3 separate regions of the Sus scrofa genome follow, and regions 2 and 3 are each linked to region 1. A link is a contact called in public Hi-C and HiChIP or PLAC-seq data. All regions are on one chromosome and are shown on one strand. Each heading gives the region's core, a stretch centred on a gene start, on an enhancer-like site or on the middle of the called end of the contact. The rest is flanking DNA. Distances are from core to core; before and after follow the strand shown. Region 1 has its middle 120 kb from the start of CLVS1. Region 2 has its middle 9.0 kb from the start of CHD7. Region 3 overlaps CHD7 (chromodomain-helicase-DNA-binding protein 7).

Region 1 (2,896 bases), core at 201-2,700:
TAATTAAAGAAAATTTGAGTAAGTGTTGTTTTGAAAATGTCACAGCTCACTAGGAACTGGACACCGGGGTGGTGTAGAGTCAGATTTGGGAGTAACAACTTTCAAAATTTGGTAAATACGTTATACATAGGAAAGGAGAGACATCCTTTCAGAATATTAACTACTGCTTACATGTATTACTCAGAACATATGAATAGAAAAACTATGAGGTTGACACTGAAAAACGCAGGTTCTATGGTCCGGCTTGCCAGGTGTGTAGCCTTGGGAAAGTTCCTGTGCTACTTTGCTGGAAGAGAACACCACAGGCTGGGGGCTTAAATGAAAGAAATCTATTTTTTCACAGTTCCGGAGGCTGGAAGTCTGAGTTCAAGGTGTCTGCAGGATGGGTTCCTTCTGCGGCCTCTTTGGCTTACAGATCGAAGCCCCCCCGCCCCATGTCCCCACTCTGTCCTCCTTCTGTGCCTGTGTTCTCGGCTCCTCTTCTTAGAAGGACACCAGGCGTGCTGGGTCAGGGCCCACCTTCATGACCTCCTATCAGTCAGTGTAAGGATCACTGGGAACATCCCAGCTCCAGACTCGGTCACAGGGCTGAGGTCCTGGGAATTAGGGCTATTCAGCCTGTGAAGTGGGGTGGGGGACCTAATTTGGCCAAGAGGTACCCAACCTTTTGAGTCTCAGTTTATTCATGTTTTAAATAAAGGAAATAATAATAACAGCCTCTGAGTTTTCTTGCGACTAAACCACCATCACTCTTAGTGGTGCATCGAGCTTGGGGAATACGTGCTGTGGTCTCTGCCCTCATCATCCACAAGGTGATACAACACACGTGGAAATGCCCAGCATCAACGCCCTGAGTCCCTGAGTCAGAAAACAGTGGAGGAGGACTGCTCATTGTGGTGCAGCGGAAATGAATCCGACTAGGAACCATGAGGTTGCAGGTTCGATCCCTGGCCTCTCTCAGTGGGTTAAGGATCCGGCGTTGCTGTGAGCTGTGGTGTAGGCCACAGACATGGCTTGGATCCCGTGTTGCTGTGACTGTGGTGTAGGCTGGCAGCTACAGCTCTGATTTGACCCCTAGCCCCCTGAGAACCTCCACAAGCTACGGGTGCAGCCCTAAAAAAACCAAAAAAAAAAAAAAAGAAGGAAACAGTCGGGGGTGGGTGGGAAAGGGGGAAAGAGTGATGAAAACATGACTCCAACACCATTCCCTCACTTCTGACACACAGGTTTCTCAGAGCAGATCGCTGGAGCCACACAAAATTCCAGCAGAGGTGGAGCCATGTAAAGGCATGGCTTCTAGAACTCAAACCAAACTTGGGTTCAGGAAGAAAGCAGGAGAACAGAGACGCATTTTCCTTCCCTCAGAAAAGCACCCAGCCGTGCGCAGGGCTGGTGGTCAAGCCCAGCCAGGTGACGGAGCTGGCCACTGCTGCCAGGCACATTGCCTGGGGTGGAGTTCTGCATTCAGAGCTCTCCTGGCAGAGACAAAGCCTGGCCTGTCTGTCCCTGCCCCTCCAGGGAAAACGCAGGGCCATTAACCCAGTCACCCCAGTGGCTCAGAGTCTGATGTCGGCCTGGCAGCCCGCTGCTGAGACGGCATTGCTAAGGTAAGCCAGCGAAGGCCAGGCCACAGCGGGTAAAGGCGATGAGGTCTTGCTGGGGGGAAAGGGCCCCCCAAAAAGCAAGCAGGCAAGTGTATTCCAGAAAGAAAGGTAACCCGAGATCAGCGTGGTGCCTCCCTCTTCTTCCCTTGCCAAAGCCTTCTCACCGGGGCTTGTTGCTGCCTGAGGGCACAAGGTGCTAAAGAATCTGTATGTAGATTTCACAGTGACAGTTCCCCCAGACAGCAATCCTTTGAATCCCATTTGCTGTAAATTTCTTCACAGTAACTTTATTTATATATATATTTATTTATTTGGTCTTTTTCAGGGCTGTGGCATATGGAAATTCCCAGGCAAGGGGTTGAATTGGAGCTGCTGCTGCCAGCCTACACCACAGCCACAGCAACACGGGATCCAAGACACATCTGTGACCTACACCACAGCTCACAGCAACACTGGATCCTTAACCCGCTGAGCGAGGCCAGGAATCGAACCATCAACCTCACGGTTGCAGTGAGGAGCCAATGCATTTCTTTCTCCACCATCTTCCTGTCAGGGACACATCTTGTTCATGCCTCTCCATCTGTGGTCATTAATTCCTGCTGTGGCCCAGCCCCCACTGTATGGCTGTGGCTGCCAGCCCCAGCAGCACCCTTTGTGGAAAGCAAAATAATGGCTTCCAAAGACATTCAAGTCTCAATTCCCAGAAACTGTGATTATGTTACAATAGAGGTCAGGGGGATTAAGGTTGTTAATCAGCTGGGGTCAAAGTAAGGAGATTTTTCTAGATTATCCAGATGGACTGAGCCCTGAAATGATCCTTAAATGTGGAAGAGGTGGCAGAAAAGTGATGTTAGAATGATGCGATGTGAGAAAGACAAGCCAGTCATTGCTAGTTCTAAAGATGGAGGAATGTGGGTGGCCCCCAGGAAATAGATTCTCCCCCAGAGACTTCAGAAAGGCACAAGGGGAATTCCGGTCATGGCTCAGCAATTAACAAACCTGACTAGTATCCATGAGGACAAGGGTTCAATTCCTGGCCTTGCTCAGTGGGTTAAGGATCCAGCATTGCCTTGAGCTGTGGTGGTGTAGGTCGCAGCTCAGATCCCAAGTTGCTGTGGCTGTGGTGTAGGCCGGCAGCTGCAGCTCTGATTCAACTCCTAGCCTGGGAACCTCCATACGCCACAGGTGCAGTCTGAAAAAGACAAAGAGAAGGAAGGAAGGAAGGAAAGAAAGAAAGAAAGAGAGAGAGAGAGAGAGAAAGAAAGAGAGAGAGAGAGAGAGAGAGAGAGAGA
Region 2 (2,896 bases), core at 294-2,793, 380 kb after region 1:
TTTATCCTTGTAAAACACATGTTAAGGGATAAACATGTTTAAAAATAATAAAGGGAGATAGCAAAAGAGAAGCCACTGGAGAAAACACATGAAGACTCTTTGGAAAGAAAAAGTAAAAATCAAGACAGAAGAGTTTCCAGAAGGGAAGGAGCAATAGGACCACATGTCACAGACAGAACTGGTAGCGGGGGAGTGAAGAGCATTCATTGCCCTTGGTCTTTGTTAACCTTTCCAGTTTCAGGAGCTGAGGGGAAAAGCTAAATCACAGAGGGGAGAGAAAGCCAATGGATGTTGAGGAAGTGGAGGCAGAAGGTCTGGATTTCAGACTCTGAGAAATTTGATTACGAAATGAAGAGAGATGGAGGGGAACTCTGGAGGAGAACTCGCATGGAGGAGAGAGGAGCAGTTTTTTGTTTAGCATGTGAGGGTGATGTGCATTACTTTAGAGAAAGACAGGAGCCAGAGTGGGAGGGGATGACAGCATAGGAGAGTAATGCCAGCTGGGAGGGAACAGCATCGAGCTGAGGCTTGATGGGAAGAGTGACACCTGTTTTTTGAAACCAAAGAAAGGCTGGTGAAAATGGCAATCAATCAGTCTATAGGTTGGGATACAGAGAGATGACAAAGTTAGGCAAATTCTTTTTTTTTTTTTTTTTTTTTTTTTTTTTTTGCTTTTTAGGGCCACACCCATGGCACATGGAGGTTCCCGGGCTAGGGCTCTAATCAGAGCTACAGCTGCCAGCCTACACCACAGCTCACAGCATTGCCAGATCCTTAACCCACTGAGCAAGGCCAGGGATTGAACCTGCAACCTCATGGTTCCTAGTCAGATTCATCTCCACTGCGCACGACGGGAACTACACAAATTCATTTTTCACAGCTTCTGTTTGTCTTATTAATTCAGGAATCATCTCCTGAGATTGAAATGTTCATGAATGGGCAAGAGATTTGAGGCAAGTTTTCAAGTTTTGAAATAGACTCCATGGGAAAGAAAGGAGCTGCACAAAGAAAGTAAAAGGACGCTCACTGAGTCCTGAGCCTCCTTGAGTCCTAAGCTGAAATGTAGAACCACCAAGTCATTATCCGGCTTTCTTAAGTGATGCTCAGCCCTGGGGAAAGGAGTACCAGTGGTGAGTTGCCAGGATCACCCAGGGGAGTCATTGTCTTCTGCAGAGACCCAGGAGGATGGTTGAGCACATAGCCAGAGCAGGGGTTCCCAGGGACCAGACAAGATCAGCTTGCCTTGTCACTGGGAGTCATCAAGTAGCTCCAGTCATGGGTCCTTTGTTTAAACATAGGACATGAACTGTATGTGATGACAATATGCTATGTAGAGATTTCTGCCATCCCAAATCCTCTTTGGGGACATAAGTATGTCAACAACAGCAAAGAAGAAACCAAGTACGTCTCCTCTTCCTTCTAGTCCCTGAAGTCCCTGATTGGCTGGTTGGCTCATTTGGTTGGATTCCAGAGTAAACCAGGCCAAGGCCTTGGGTGCTGTTTTTGTTTTGGTGATCTCAGCAGTGTCCGTGTCATACAGGAGAACATAATATTACCATTGCAAGTTCTTGGACAATTCTAGGCTAAACTATGTCAAACTCAAAGCTGTGCTTTGAAATGTAAAATGAGAACAGGTCATAATTCCAGGTTGCCTAATTCAATATCTCATGTATCAGACCTCATGATACTCCCACACTTAACTGGTTAAGGGATTTGCCAATAGCTATTGCTGGCCCTCTTCCTCCCTGGTCCAAATACTCACAGTAGAAAGACCATTTGGTTTAGGGAGTTTCCATTATGGTATAGTGGAAATGAATCCGACTAGTATCCATGAGCTCGACAGCTCGATCCCTGGCCTCGCTCAGTGGGCTAAGGATCCGATGAGCTGTGGTGGAGGTCGCAGACATGCCTTGGATCTGGCGTTGCTGTGACTGTGGTGTAGGCCGGCAGCTGTAGCTCCGATTCGACCCCTAGCCTGGGAACTTCATATGCTGCGAGTGCAGCCCTAAAGATAAAAGAAAAAGAAAGAAAGACTCTTCAATTCGGTTTTTGCAGATCATGTAACACAACCCTCAATGACAGAGGAGGAATCTGAGCCTTGAGAGGTTGCCCTGCTGTGCATGACAAAGATGGGATTCAAACCCAGGTCTTCTCCACCCTAAATAGAAATCCGATAGCTCTGAGAAGATGCCTTGCCTTTCTCAGGATCCATCATGGTGAACCGAACTCCTTTATATCCAGTTGTGTAAGTGCTTCTCTGCTCTAAAGGGGAAAAAGGCACATTTGACCGATTTTCATAAGCTCTGAAGCTCTGGATAAGACAGACTTGAGAATTATGCAACCGCTTCTGACAAATGCCTTCTTCTGGGTGGAAATATGAACCACTGTGAGCTACAGGCTCCGCAGTGAAAGGCAGCAGTCATGGAGCCTGCCTCTTCAGGATGCCGCTCAGATCTGTGAGAGGGTGCTTCAGGACCAGCGCCTGGCCCGGTCCCCAACATAGAGGAGGCACATGACACCTCCTGTGTTTATGCCGTGAGTGTCGCATTTAAGGTGTTGGGATGGCTGCATACAGAAAGGCAGGAATCATTTTTAAAAAACATTCTGTGTACTTGAATCTGAAAGGAGAAACATCCTTAATTTTATCTTAATTTGTAAATTAGCATAGTTAACTTCCTCCAAAGTAATTACTTCTTAATATGTTTCTAATGTGTTTCTAATGTGATGGAGAGGATATACTGGGGCTTTTCATTTAGAAAGCTAGCAAGACCTCGGATTAACCGTCTCCTAAGGCCTCTCTGCAGTTTCCCTGGCCCTGGAATTTCTGCATACTGTGGGCACATCCAAAAAGAAAACTAGGACCCCTCCGGCCAAGGTCCTAACATTTTGTGTTTTG
Region 3 (2,896 bases), core at 186-2,685, 260 kb after region 1:
CCAAGCCATAATGAAAATACCAGTTAAGAAGTTTTGTTATCCTGTTTTTAAGGTGCAGAATATATTTTTTAAAACAGTCAAGGAAAACTAGAGCATAATGATCATTTCTTTGTGTCTCTTGCAGATAGTATTAAACACTCCTGTTTCAGTCCTTTCCTTGACCAGTACTATGTGTCCTCTTTTATACCAGCCACCTACGTTTTTATCCAATTTACAACCTTTTAAAATAGAACAAAATGTATAGCAATTTCCTGTCCTACATAATTTTACTTAATGCTGTGTTCCTAAGTGAACACAAGCTTTATTTCGGTGCTAAGGTTTTTTTCTTTTTCTTTTTTTTTTTGAGGTTGTCACAATAGTCTTTTTTTCAAAACCTAGGTCTCCAAAATACAAAAATATAGCAAAGCGATCCCAGTAATTAAGTATGTGTTCCATAGTACATTTCTGTCAAATGTTAATAGGATTTGGATGTTATAGAAGTCAACAGACAGGGATGAACTATAAGGAAAAAAAAATTAAGTTCACCATCACTTTTAGAACCTTTATTTGCCATCCTTTTCGAATGTATACTTAGTGCTACCTTCCACACCACTTTCCAAACCAGCCCCAAGGTTTTCCAATATTGACTACCACTTATTAGCCAACATTTAAAATAATCCAACCTCAGTAATAATTTTTTTTTACCATTTCAAGAGAAGCTAAAACTCTAATACATTTTAAAAACAGAAGATATATTTCAAACACCTTTGAAAAGTTGATTTAAGTTCATAAATTCTTAGAAAAGTATGCTGCCAGAATGCATTACATAGCATTTTCTTTTCAGTCCCAACTACTACAAAAGAGGCCAAGATACCTATAGGCTTTTACTTAAGCAAAGCATGTGTCACATAAAATATCTCAAAACTACTTGTTAATATAATCGCACACCTAAAGGCATTTTTTGTAATGAATTAAGAAAATATTTCATCATCTTAAACTAGCTATTCTTAAATACTCAGAGCTTCTTATTTTGTTCTCTTAATATCTTAGCATAGTAAATAGCCACATAAGGGAAAAAACTTACGACAATTCAAGATTATAGCAAACAGCAGCTAGGTTTAAAGAGTTCTTTTGATTTAAAAAACAAAAACAAAAACAAAAAAGCATTGTCCTAAAAACTTTAAGCCCCCAAAAGATCCACAGAAAGCATAATATTTTTAAATTAAAAAAAAAAATCCATACAACAGTTCCTCATCCAACTGTCCTAGTGTTTACGCTACATGGACAGAAGTCTCCCCTACTATGAGGCTCCATTTCCAGCATTTATTTCCGCTCTAACTGCCACAAATTATACAATACTACAGCTGAACGCTGGGCCCCTCTCCTTTCATCTGCACGCCAAGAGCAATCAGATTACCCTGGTAACCAGCGGTCACATGACCAGCACCTGCTCTTTTGGCTGGATGCCACTGACTAAAGCCATCTGCTTCCCTCAATCAGCTTTCAAACATTCTCAACACCTGCGCTGCAGTGTTTTGTGGTTTCTTTTATCAAATCAGTGCAAAACTGCTTCCAAAACTTTACATATTTCTCAAATTTGTTTAAATCAGAGGTAGGCCTGTCACAGAGTTGAACCACTGCCAGGTAGAGTAAGTTGCGGCTAGTGCTCTCCCGGTGCCCTCGCTGCACCGGAGCAAAGGACATCCTGAATCTGGTGGGGTGGCCGCCCTCTGGGTGAACGACCGTACAGGAGGGAAGGGCTCACCGGCTCGGGGCCCGCTAGGGCCCAGGTCGGAGGAGGAGACAGCAATTTGCCGAGGGAGAGATGTGCTAATGGTTTTCCATCTGCCCTTCCCAAGGAGGAAACTCTGCCGACCCGCCAAGACCAAGAAAGGTGGCAGGATCTCTGCGAATGCTGGGAGAAACGCCTGTGGCCGGGGCAGCGCTCCCCCAGCTCTGCGGACTGGAAGCTTCCTTCCTAGAGTCACCACACCACACAGTTAACATTGCTCAGAGACAGCGACGGCTTTCCTTGCTCTCCTGATATCAACACACCAATCAAAAGCGCCCTTGGAAGTCAAAAAGGCTACAGTCTTCAATGTCCATCCCGAGACCATTGAGGGCAAGATAAATTTATTTACATTACATTGCTTTTGTCACTCTTTTGCAATAAGCTAATTTGGATTTTCAATGAAGAGTTACATTAAGACTGCTTTGCCCCCAAAAAACCCAAATCAGAATATTTTTTTCAGCCAAGGAGAGTAACGGGGGTGAAGAGCTCTGATCTGAGTCAGAGAGCCTCAGTTCAGGTTCCAACTCTGTCACTCATAACCTGGATCTCTGCGACCCTGGATAAGTCACTTAATTGTCCTGAGCCTCGGTTTCCTCACCTATAAAAGGAGGTCAGTAACTGTATTTTGCTCCAAGGTTATGAGGTTTAAGTGAGATCATGGATGAAAACCTTGCAGGTGCCTGGCACAAACGGCATCATTCACACACATCTGGAAGGCGGGGAGCAGGGGCCTATTCTCTGCCTGTGGCTCAGACTGACTGAGGCTAGACCAACTGCAGCAACTTACAGACAGAACCCCGCTGCGTGGTAGCCACATGATCTAAGACACATGAATGGAAGGACGGACCTTGATCAACCTCCCTTGGTGCCAGCTCAGTGAACAAGCACACAGACAACCCCGGGGGCCACTCTGCTCTGCGCCCACAGCGCCACTTTGGTTCAGACATGGTTACTTCCCACCTGGACCATTACCACAGCCTCCCACTGCCTTGTCCCCAACCCCACCCACAGGCAGGGACATCCATCAAACTGCTGGAGAAAAGACACAATTCCACAGGCACAGCCATTACCTAATCTGTAAGGTACAAAGCTAGTCATTGACAATGTCAAAGCCACAACGTGGCC

What was found. Hi-C and Micro-C count contacts between places; a contact is called where the count stands out from the background. HiChIP or PLAC-seq counts read pairs in DNA pulled down with a chosen protein or histone mark.
Region 2: a contact with region 1 is called in an H3K27ac HiChIP or PLAC-seq map of skeletal muscle. The contact joins two enhancer-like sites. A contact is called at or near these places in 1 of 5 promoter capture datasets (fetal liver), 8 of 47 Hi-C or Micro-C datasets (brain, fetal heart ventricle, heart right ventricle and 4 more) and 2 of 2 datasets of contacts at active chromatin or transcription factors (alveolar macrophages and skeletal muscle).
Region 3: a contact with region 1 is called in a Hi-C map of skeletal muscle, with 3 times the contacts expected there. The contact joins two enhancer-like sites. A contact is called at or near these places in 2 of 47 Hi-C or Micro-C datasets (embryonic fibroblasts and skeletal muscle).

Annotation. Positions count from the first base shown.
Region 1 is chr4:72,380,436-72,383,331 of Sscrofa11.1, forward strand. No RefSeq gene overlaps it. Among named protein-coding and RNA genes, the nearest start is that of CLVS1, 120 kb to the left of the region's middle. Within about 2 kb of position 1,451, at least 6 of the 83 cell types and tissues checked have an H3K27ac peak or open chromatin away from gene starts, as enhancers often do. A contact at or near this core is called in skeletal muscle, where this site is marked.
Region 2 is chr4:72,762,013-72,764,908 of Sscrofa11.1, forward strand. No RefSeq gene overlaps it. Among named protein-coding and RNA genes, the nearest start is that of CHD7, 9.0 kb to the left of the region's middle. Within about 2 kb of position 1,544, at least 2 of the 83 cell types and tissues checked have an H3K27ac peak or open chromatin away from gene starts, as enhancers often do. A contact at or near this core is called in skeletal muscle, where this site is marked.
Region 3 is chr4:72,643,551-72,646,446 of Sscrofa11.1, forward strand. The region is part of intron 3 of CHD7 (chromodomain-helicase-DNA-binding protein 7); the gene reads right to left. Among named protein-coding and RNA genes, the nearest start is that of CHD7, 110 kb to the right of the region's middle. Within about 2 kb of position 1,436, at least 26 of the 83 cell types and tissues checked have an H3K27ac peak or open chromatin away from gene starts, as enhancers often do. A contact at or near this core is called in skeletal muscle, where this site is marked.